Linked DNA regions of Mus musculus: all the other regions are linked to region 3. Evidence: chromatin contacts called from public promoter capture Hi-C data. All regions are on one chromosome and are shown on one strand. Each heading gives the region's core, a stretch centred on a gene start, on an enhancer-like site or on the middle of the called end of the contact. The rest is flanking DNA. Distances are from core to core; before and after follow the strand shown. Region 1 has its middle 10 kb from the start of Gm39240. Region 2 holds the start of Zfp1 (zinc finger protein 1). Region 3 holds the start of Pkd1l3 (polycystic kidney disease 1 like 3). Region 4 holds the start of Terf2 (telomeric repeat binding factor 2).

What was found. Promoter capture Hi-C pulls out the DNA fragments that hold promoters and counts their contacts.
Region 1: a contact with region 3 is called in a promoter capture Hi-C map of hippocampal neurons, with 4 times the contacts expected there. The contact joins the enhancer-like site here to the promoter of Pkd1l3 in region 3. A contact is called at or near these places in 7 of 39 promoter capture datasets (the C10 cell line, cranial neural crest, hippocampal neurons and 4 more) and 1 of 115 datasets of contacts at active chromatin or transcription factors (astrocytes).
Region 2: a contact with region 3 is called in a promoter capture Hi-C map of pre-B cells, with 2.6 times the contacts expected there. The contact joins the promoter of Zfp1 here to the promoter of Pkd1l3 in region 3.
Region 4: a contact with region 3 is called in a promoter capture Hi-C map of hippocampal neurons, with 7 times the contacts expected there. The contact joins the promoter of Terf2 here to the promoter of Pkd1l3 in region 3. A contact is called at or near these places in 6 of 39 promoter capture datasets (cranial neural crest, frontonasal cranial neural crest, hippocampal neurons and 3 more) and 1 of 115 datasets of contacts at active chromatin or transcription factors (astrocytes).

Annotation. Positions count from the first base shown.
Region 1 is chr8:107,132,812-107,135,511 of GRCm38.p6, reverse strand. No RefSeq gene overlaps it. Among named protein-coding and RNA genes, the nearest start is that of Gm39240, 10 kb to the right of the region's middle. Within about 2 kb of position 1,376, at least 53 of the 459 cell types and tissues checked have an H3K27ac peak or open chromatin away from gene starts, as enhancers often do.
Region 2 is chr8:111,642,067-111,644,766 of GRCm38.p6, reverse strand. It overlaps Zfp1 (zinc finger protein 1), which reads right to left and starts at 1,324. Exons shown (of 4, transcript NM_001037665.2): 1 at 1,155-1,324.
Region 3 is chr8:109,612,980-109,615,679 of GRCm38.p6, reverse strand. It overlaps Pkd1l3 (polycystic kidney disease 1 like 3), which reads right to left and starts at 1,446. Exons shown (of 33, transcript NM_001286454.2): 1 at 857-1,446. The coding sequence starts at 1,163.
Region 4 is chr8:107,095,253-107,097,952 of GRCm38.p6, reverse strand. Terf2 (telomeric repeat binding factor 2) reads left to right here and starts at 1,405. Exons shown (of 10, transcript NM_001371065.1): 1 at 1,405-1,831; 2 at 1,929-2,024. The coding sequence starts at 1,444. Mir7075 (microRNA 7075) reads left to right here and starts at 1,847; the gene lies at 1,847-1,928.

The DNA.
Region 1 (2,700 bases), core at 127-2,626, 2.5 Mb after region 3:
TAATCCAAAAATTGAAAATATATAGAATAAGCTGGGCGTGGTGGCGCACGCCTTTAATCCCAGCACTCGGGAGGCGGAGGCAGGTGGATTTCTGAGTTCGAGGCCAGCCTGGTCTACAAAGTGAGTTCTAGGACAGCCAGGCCTAAACAGAGAATGGTTCCACTGTTTACACCTGGATGGAGCTTGCCGCTCAATCGTTCTGCCACACCCACTGCTGGAGCCCAGTGCTTTGCTGTTCCGAAGCCATCACGTGGTCACCCTGCTACTGGACTCCAAGATTATTTGGCGGGAATCGGCCCCTCTCCCTTCCTTCATAACGGAGTGCCGGAATAGTAAAAATTGAACCTTGAGCAGAGAGCTTTGTCTTGGTTCCTTCCTTATCTTGTGCAGCCTAGCCCTTCTTCTCTTCCAGGTTTCCAACATGCCTTTCCAGCCTAGGACCCAAAACATGTGGTCGGCTGGCCGGACACAACATTTATGTATATATATATATATGTATATATATACATAAATATATATATATATAGAGAGAGAGAGAGAGAGAGAGAGAGAGAATTAAAAAAGATAGCAATCAATCAGAATAGTGATTGGCCGTGGTGCTCCAACCCTTGTAATCCTACACTAGAGAGGGAAAGACAGAAAGGTTGGGAGTTCACAGACATCTTCTACTGCATAGTGAATCTATTATATGATGCCCTGTCTCAAAAAGGTAAAATAAAATAGGGGCTGCAGAGGTGGCTCAGGGGATGAAGGCATTTATTGTTCTTGTACAACACCTGAGTTCAGTTCCCAGTACCCGCACTGTAGCTTACAACCATGTGGACTGGACTGGAGGGTCTCAAGAATCCTACACCCACCTTTGGCCTCCAGTGTCCCCAGGCAAGCCTATGACATACATACATACATACATACACACACACATGCACATGCACATGCATGCATGCATACATACATACATACACACACATACAAACATACACATATACACATACATACATACAAATATACATACAGACATACACATATACACATATACACACAAACATACATACAGGCAAACCACTCCCACACATAAAATAAAAATAAATCTTTAAAGAAAGTAAGGAAAGTTAACAGTAGCTATCCCAGAGCAGAGAGCTTCTGTTTGGTTTTAACCTTCATCTTTGTACTTTTCTGCATATTTTCATCTCTTTCCAAACTTTTCCTGTTAAATATCTTTAGGTTGGTTTGCATGCCCAGCCTCCTGCACATTTCGGCACAAGTGGAACAAATTTCCTTTCCCAGTGGCAGATGTAAAAGTGGAACAGGAGAGGTGGGGGACAACTGCGTCTCTGATCCAGTCAGAGCAAAGCTGTGGAAAAATACCAGGGATGCCACACCCTCCACGTGGCTCTCTCCTTTGTTTTCTGGTCTCCTCCTCCTGAAATAACCCAGCTCTCTTACCTGCTGCTGTGAGTAACTATGGCCTTCTTGCCTCCTTCATGGCTTTCCTCGGAGCCTGCTGTAGTCCTCCAGTTTGTCTCTTATTCCCAAAGCAAAGCGCTCCTTGCCGCTAGCACTAGGGACTCTCAGGGGAAGGAAGAGAGGGTGAAGCTGTAGGACCTTGGAGTGCTCCTGGGTTGTGCTCCTGGGTCACTTTCAGAAAGCATTTAATAAACGACAGCCGGGAACGGTGGCAGTCACCTGCAATCCCAGCGCTGGAGAGGTGGAGGCAAGAGGATTGTCACAAGTTTGGGGCCTGCCTGTTGTCAATACAGCTTTAAGGACCTAGCAGACCCAGAGTCGGTTGAGAAAGAGTAGATGTTTATCTGATAAAGGCTACAGTTTAGAGAACATGGTGCAGTGTGTGGCCAAGAAGGCATCTTATAGCCTAATTAAACTTTTTTTTTTTTAGCCAGAGGTTCTGAGGATTAGTGGACCAGAGTGAAGGGAGGACGTTGTATCCCTCCTTCATCCTCAGCCTTCTCAACCCTTTCAATGTGAAAGCCTTGTGTATCTGCATCCCCTTCCCCCTTCCCAACCTCTTACTCCTCAGACCTCAGGAAAAGGCAAACTCTGAACAGCACCGACCCACTTTCTCCTATGCCCTCCCTTCCCTACGTGTAGAAGAACACTGACTGCTGTTAGCTGGGGACCCACCCCACACCAGGACACACGAAGTGAAAGGAAGCATCCTCCTTCCGAAGGCCGTCTGTCCAGAGGATGCTCTCGGCAAGGCTGGGAATGGGGGCCAGGCTACCACTCCCTTTACGAGGACGCCATGCCCTTCCTGGCTGTTCTGGACGCACAGGGCTCTCTACAGCAGGGCCACGGTGAGGCGTTCCACCTGCTGCATGGCTTTCTGTCAGAGGAACCCAGTGGGCAAATAGTGTAACTGGAGGAGCAGAAGGCTAAGAAAGTAAAAAGGGTGTCCTTAAGGACCTTGGTGGACGCTGCATCTGGTCATATGTGAAAGCTGGTCTGGTGTCAGAAAAAGTATCGGTTTCAGTTTTCCACGAGCTACCACACGTGTGGTTTCTGCTCTTAGCACGGTATGCCCACACAGAGGACTTAACCTCCCCTTCCCAGAGGGGGCTCAGATTACGAACCCCAAGTTCCCATTAGATATTGAGTCCCCTTTACAGTGGTGTCCATTATAGGCTTGGAAATGGATCAGGTACTCTAGAAGATTCGAGCAGATCCGGCCACCAAACTGAAGCA
Region 2 (2,700 bases), core at 75-2,574, 2.0 Mb before region 3:
TTCTCTGTGTAGCCCTGGCTGTCCTGGAACTCACTTTGTAGAAATCCGCCTGCCTCTGCCTCCCAAGTGCTGGGATTAAAGGCGTGCGCCACCATGCCCGGCAAGAAATCATTTTAACCTCAGTAGTCTGTCACTTTTCTGTTCTTATAGCCACTTTAATGACTGTCTGCTGTGCCAGGAAACCGCAAAAGCTATGCCCAGCTGCCGTGAAGAACAGACTGTGTTCAAACAATAAGAAACCACAAGAACTGTGCCCTGCTGCCCGTGAAGAGAACACTGTGTTTAAGAGATAAGGAAATGTACTTTTGCTTAGCTTTCATTTCAAAGAAACGGGGGTTGGAGGTTCGGGATTACTGGAATTTATGTAACCATGGATTTTTTTTTTTAGAAAATGATTAACAGCGGTAAAAAGATTTAATGAATAAATCTTTAGTAAATAAAAGACTGGGTTCAGTTTCTGACAAGAGAACACATGAACTGACAGCTTGTATCCACTACTGACTCATATATTATTCAGTCAGCACCACTCCCACTCACCCCTTTCTCAGGACCATCCTCACCTCAAGCTGAGGCTGGACCTCGGCAACATACTTATATGAAAACTTTTACCCAAGCTAAACAGAAAAGTCAATATTAGAAAAAAAGAAAAGCCAATGTTAGGAAAAAAAAAAAGAAAAAGAAAAATCTGTTATACTGACGCTCAAACCGGAAGTAACGGGATAGACGTGATAATTCCGTGACAATATAACTGGAAACACCAGACACCAGGAACAAGGAGGTTCCAGGAGCCCGCAAAGCCACCGTGGGGGCGTGGCTAGCACCGTGAGCCCCGCCCCCACACCCTCGTGGAGGGTCAAGCGCGCGCCCGCCCGCCAGGCTTCCAGACTCGCCCCCGCGCGGCCTGAGCCCCGCGACGGCCAGCAGTGGCGCGTCTCCCCCCAAAGGGAGGCTGAGCCCGGGAGCTGCCCGTCCTCCTCCGACCCCACACACGCCGACCGCGAACAGCCCATAGGGACCGACTCTCAGAAGAGCTCGAGGCCCGACCCTACGCCCAGGGGTCGCCGCGGCCCGCAAGGCGTCGAAGTTGAGACTCCCACTCCGGCGCAGACGCGACCTTCCTCCCGGGCCCGCGCATCCCGGCCTTGCAGACATACCTGGAGGGGTCTAGCCTCCACTCGCGGTTCCGGGTCACGAGGCTCGCGGAGAAGGGGGCTCTTGTCACCCACTCGCGACTGCAGGTGGGGGAAGGGCGAGCGCTAGCGCTTTTGCGCAAGCGTGCACCTTGTGGAGCGAGCGGCCGTTCCCAGAGTCCTCGGAGCTGTGACGCTGAGGTGTAGGACTACAATTCCCATAATGCCTCTGAGCCGCGCTGCTAGGAACTCTGGGAAACGTACGCATTATTAGTTGGGTAGGGACCGTTTTTTCCAAGTTAACAGTCTGGTTTGTGTTACGGTCCCTTTCATCTTCCTGTGCTGTTAAAAACCCGGATTTGGAGTAACTGATTAAAACTTTCAACAACAAAATATGTGCGTTAAAGCAAATCTCAACCGCACTGGAAGCACACACCTTTCTGGGTGTGGTAGTGCACGCCTTTAATTCAAGCTAGTGAGAAGTAGAAGCAAGCAGAGATCCCTGGGAGTTGGAAGACTTAGAAAGTCTCAGTCCAGTCAAGGCTACAAAGTGAGATCCCCGTGTTACACCCACCCAGACACACACATTACCACTACCACCATTTTCCTTAACCTCTCGGCTCTACAGTTACTTTTGGAAGCACTGGCACAAATAACCCCATGTTTGTTGGTTTGAGACAGGGTCTTGTCAAGCCTAGGCTGGCTTCAAACTAATGATCTTCCTGTTTCAGCTCCCTGCTTACTGGGTTCTGGAGAGGGGAGGAAGCTAAGTAAACTCACTTCAGATACAAAAGCTTCAAAATGAAAGCTTCATTTTCTGTATGGGGCAGCCAGTTCTGGATCTGAACCTCGTCCCCCAAGGGAGACTGCACTGCAGGATGGGAACACAAAGGGGGGCGGGGAGGGGCTGTTGCAGTGACTAATCATATTTTGACACAAGGAGTTAAGGAAGTTTAACATTGGTGGTTGTGCCTTATCCTGGTTTCAATGTCCTGAGTCAGCTTTTGCAGTCAAGTCCCCTCCTGGACTCTGACCTGGCATTTAGAATGATAAGGGAACTGCACGTAGTCCGTTAAATCACGACAGGAAATAAATACACTTACTATTTGCATGCCTTAGTTAGATAATGGGATAATGGCAAAACCCCCTTTTTATATCCATTACTGGTTAACACACAGACATGAAACACCTGAAGAAGCAGGATAGGAGTTGATTCTGGGATCTGGGAACATGAACTCAGTTTTGGCCCTGCCAGCAAGATGGAACTTGTTTCTGAGATGGTTAGACTCATGAAATGTCTCCTAACAGGCGAACGGTACCATGCTCAGTATGATTTTATTTCTGTTTTGACCGTGATTATGAACACTGCATAGCTGCATGCATATGGTGCACATCCATACATATAATAGTCAAAACACTCATGCACATAAAATCGTAAAAATTTGTTGTTGATGATAATTTTAACTTTGCATAAAATATACACAAAACTATTTCTGAGGCATGGGGGGGTCAGGAAGGAAAGGAACGGGGATAGAATTGATCCCAGTGCTCAGAAGTAGAGCAGCAGGAG
Region 3 (2,700 bases), core at 197-2,696:
TTGTATACCTGGAAAGCCAACATTCAAAAGGCTTTCCTCTTCATTCAACATTCAACACTTAAGGGGGGGGTGCGTGGTGGGGGGATTGAGAGTTTGAGACCAGTTTGTGCTGAATACCAAGTTTCAGGACATCTTGCACTATAAAGCAAAACTGTCACAATATAAAACAAAACAACAAAAATTCCAGATACCCCAAATCAAATAAAGCAAAATAACACCATACATGAAGACTCAGGAATTAAGTTTTAGACAGGCTCTGACAAAAAGCTCATTGCCACCGGTCAATGATGGTGCACACCTTTAATCCCAGCACTCAGGAGGCACAGGCAGGAGGATCTCTGTGAGTTCAAGGCCTGGAACGTGATCTACAGAGCACATTCCAGGACAGCCAAGGCTACACAGACAGACCCTGTCTCAGGGGGGGAAAAAGTACATTGCCATTGCTATGGAGACAAATGTTGGCCGAGACACAAAAGTGGAAAGCGTATGGAGAGAGATTGATGGTCAAACTAACCCTTTTTCTGATTATAAAAGCTGAAAGGGGGCTGGAGAGATGGCTCAGAAGTTAAAAGCACTGGCTGCTCTTTCAGAGGTCCCGAGTTCAATTCTCAGCAACCACATGGACACTCACAACCATCTGTAATCGATCTGATGCCCTCTTCTGGCAAGCAGGTAGATGTGCAGATAAAGCACTCATACGTAAAATAAATAAATCTCAAAAAGGGAAAAAACAATACCTTAAAATGTAATCTGAAAAAAAAAAAAAAAAAGTGGAAAGGCCAAAGATGACTTTCTTCCACCCTAGAACACAGCCCAAGAAAGCTTTTCCCCTCAACATTCAACACGAGAGCCCTACCTGTCTGATTTATCCCTGGATGCGATCCGGGCAGCGTCAGGTTTCCCCTGACCCACCACACTGTTTCTTCATTCAGGAAGCTTTTTAGGAAACCCCGAAGCTTGGGGTTCCACGTGTGGGCTAGGCGTCCTCTCTGGGCGTGGCAGTAGTTATCTGCTTCCTGGAAGTCACAGAAAAGTCTGTTAAGCTGATAGCAGCTGTTTCCCCCATGTTGCTCCCGGATGCTTGGTTTACGTCCCAAAATATCACCCAGAATGACACCGATTCTAATGTACAGCCAGAGCCAGGACCGCCTCTGCAAGAGCATTTTTCTCTCTGTGCCGAGTGAGAAGAGAGAAGATGTACGGAGGCTCGAGTGAGAAGAGAGATGTACGGAGGCTCGAGTGAGAAGAGAGAAGATGTACGGAGGCTTGGCAGCTGCCTGGGCTTTTAAATAGGACTCAGTGAGTTTGTCAGAATCGTCCGTATTGTTCTTTTGTGGGTTGGGAACAACCTGCCAAGGAGATAAAGGTTTTGTTTTGTTTAGGGAAGCTATTTCTCACCGGCTGCAAATGAATAGCAAACGGGGCTTTACAGTCGGGGGCACCAATGTCTCCATCTGTGTCTACACGCCCAGATGTATCTTTAGCAAATAAAGACCCATTATGACGCCAAAGCTACCTGCAAGCAGGGAGAGGTTGGTGGATATCGAAACCAGTGTTACTAGACTTGGCGAGCTTAGTTCTTAAAGCATGGGCTCTAACACAGAACCTTATGCACTCTATACAAGCACCCTAGCAATGAGGTATGTGTCCAGAAAAATGGATACTTTTTTATGAAAAGGAAAACTTTCTTTTGTTGTTGTTATTTTCAAGACAGGGTCTCACTATGTATCCCTAGCTGTCCTGGAACTCACTATGTAGACCAGGCTGGACTTGAACTCAGAGAGATCCACTTGCCTCAGCCTCTTGAGTGTTGGTATTAAAAGTCTATCTATCTATCTATCTATCTATCTATCTATACACACACACATATATACATACACACACACACACACACACACACACACACACACACATATATATATATATATATATATATATATATATATATATCCTCTTTTTTATCTATTCATCTGTCATCTGTTTACAGGCACCTGAGCCACTGCTGTAGCTTGGCTATGGTTAACAGTACTGAGTATTAATATGGACACACAGGCTCTCTTCTGAGTGCTGACTTCATTCCCTGTGGGTATACACCTAGTCTTCATATAGCAGAGTCATATAGCATCCTTGTAGTTTGTTTTTTTAGGAACCTCCCTATTGTTTGCTACAGGTTACACGTGGTTACACTCCCACCAACAGTGTATAAAGGTAACTTTCCCCGATTTTGATGAGGGCCATTCTGAGTGACGTGAAATGGATTCCCAGCATAGCTTCGGGTTGTATTTTCCTGATGGCTGAGGATGAAGGGTTAATGGTGTCTAAGCAGCAGCTGGGCTGAGAGGCTCTGGGCAGGAAAGTTGATTGACAGATGACATCTATGGAAGCTCCTAATCAGGAGATCCACACAAACCCGCTGGGAGCTACCACTTCCTGACTACAGGGGAAATGACCTGCAGATGGACTGGGCTCTTCTGCCCCCAAGACCCCAACTCCACATGTACATGGTCCTTGTTCCTGCGGAGAGACCATCACCTTTCATTGTGCTGAGAAAAGGACAAAGTGTTCCCAGGGAAGGCCAGTTTATTTTTTTATTTCTGTGGCAACTCAGTCTAACACAGGGTGTGTAGCATCTCCCCTCCCCATATTTACCAGCTGTCTGAGAAGTGTCAGCTCAGATCATTTGCCATTTATTGACTGCAT
Region 4 (2,700 bases), core at 156-2,655, 2.5 Mb after region 3:
CAGAACACTCTAACCACTCTAATGGCTGGACCCAGCCAGCCCTCACCCTACAGAGTAAAAAAACTCAAGCTCTGGACTTGAAAACTTGCCCTGCTCCACTCTCACCCCAAGAAACCCCACATAAACCCTGCCTTCTACTCAGTATCCAGCTGCCTCTCGCCTGAGCCTGAGTCTTCCTTCCTTCCCAGTAAATTTCTTGTGTGTGAGGTTTGTCGTATAGTGTGACTTTGTGATATTCCTTGGTTCTTGACTGCCAAGATACTTTCCCCTCAGAGCTATAACTTTTACACTGGGTGTAAAGACATGGACCACTGCACCAAACTTAAAAATCAGATTTTTTTTTTTTTTTGTAAACAAAAATAGATTGTCCAAGCATGCTCTGGATGAGTTCATGAAAAGCAATTGGAATCCAGGAGCAACAAGATAGATGGTTCAGTGGATAAAGATGCTTGCCAGAGACTAAGCCAGATGACCTGATTTCAGTCCCTAGGATCCACATAATGAAAGGCAAAAACCAACTTCTAAAAGTTATCCTTGGATCTCTGTGTATACACACACACACACACACACACACACACACACACACACAATTTGTTGAACCCTGAGCTACAGGAACCAGAAATAGTAACTCAGTTCATTTTAATACAATCCTCACGATGTCCACTTGACAGAAAGGGGCACAGGTACACAAACGGAGAAGTAACTTGTTCAAGGTTTACACAATAAGAAGCAGACCTGTCAGGATATCAAGGCAGATAGTTTAGCTCCTGTTAAGTAAGGCAAACAGGCTGGAATCACCAAGCAGCTTGGATTACCATAGCTAGGATTGCTTTAGAGAGTGGCTCCAAAGCCATGTTGTGGATGGGCTCTGACATGAGTTCAAAACTAGCCTGGGTAACTTTGCAGGGCCTGTCTTAGAATACATTTTTACTAGGTGGCTGGGGACAGTGCACGGTTGATAAAGTGCTTGCTCTAGAATGGCGAGGACCTCCGTTGATTCCCAGAACAAACCTATGTTTTAAAAAGAAAAAAAGTAAAAAAAAAAAAAAAAAAAAAAAAGGCTGGCCATGTTGGCACTATCTCAGCACTGCAACACAGAGGCAGAGTTCTATGTCTTGAGTTCCAAGCCAACCAGGGATACACAGTGAGACTCTGTGTCAAAACAAAACAAAGTAATTTCTTTCTACTGTACTGCTTTTCACAATTTGCGAAATGTCTAACATTATGCACGCGCTTATTTTTCATATTCTTTACACTGTCCCAAGTCTGCAGCGTAGTCTTCAAAATAGCGCGCCTGGCTGGGCTGTGTGGACTCCAATCCCCAGCAAGCATTGCAGCAGACACAAGAGGAACTACGGATGCCGAGGAGGTGGGTAGACCCCCCGCCGCCTCGGTCCTTTCCCTCCCAGAAGCCCGCGGGCGGCTCGGAACCCCGTCGGTATCATGGCTGCGGGAGCCGGGACAGCGGGCCCTGCTTCCGGCCCGGGCGTTGTGCGTGACCCGATGGCGTCACAGCCAAGGAAACGGCCCAGTCGGGAGGGCGGGGAGGGCGGGGAGGGCGAGCGGCGGTCGAACACGATGGCGGGAGGAGGCGGGAGCAGCGATAGCAGCGGGCGGGCGGCGAGCCGACGGGCATCGCGCAGCGGCGGGCGGGCTCGACGGGGGCGACACGAGCCAGGGTTGGGAGGCGCGGCCGAGCGGGGCGCGGGGGAAGCTCGCCTGGAGGAGGCGGTCAACCGCTGGGTGCTCAAGTTCTATTTCCACGAGGCGCTGCGGGCCTTTCGGAGTAGCCGGTACCGGGACTTCAGGCAGATCCGGGACATCATGCAGGGTGAGAGCCGGCTCGGGCCGCGGGGAGGAGGACATGGTTTTGGGGGGCATGACTTGGGGTCCGGGGCTCGCGGAGCCAACCATGTCTTCTTTCCCAGCGTTGCTTGTCAGGCCCTTGGGGAAGGAGCATACGGTGTCCCGGTTGCTGCGGGTTATGCAGTGTCTGTCGCGCATTGAAGAAGGAGAAAATTTAGGTACGGCTATTTTTTGTGTGTTCTTTTCTGGGCTTACTTACGTAGGGTTTTGTTATTTTCAAACTTAACATCCGGAACTGAAAGATTCCGGGTTAAAGTGCACTACTGGTTCCACCGCGGAGGGCTTTTTCATTCAACAGTGGTTGAATTCTCTAATTCCGGTTTTCTCCAGTTAAAGTTTCTTGGCTGTCTTTTGTTTTGTTTTCTCCCACCTGTTAATTGCACACCCATTTTTATTGCTACAAGTAAGTTACGTCAATAAGGACACATCTTTCTCCCTCTTCCTCCAAATAGTAAAGTGGGAACACTCTCCCATCCACACACAAGTTGAACTTGGCAGCTACTTAACAAACTCTCTTCATTGTTGGCCCCTTGTATCTGAGGAAGTTGTGTTATTCTGGATTTTGGAGGCAAACATATATGTTATAATTGAGCTGTATTAAAAAGTATTGAAAGATAGTCACTTAAAATACGTTGAAGCCAGCCGGGCAGTGGTAGTGCACACCTTTAATCCCAGCATTTGGGAGGCAGAGGCAGGTGGATTTCTGAGTTCGAGGCCAGCCTGGGCTACAGATCCAGTTTCAGGACAGCCAAGGCTACACAGAGAAACCCTGTCTTGAAAAACAAAAAAGAAATATGTTGATTGGAATTTGAACCATATATCAAGGACATAAAC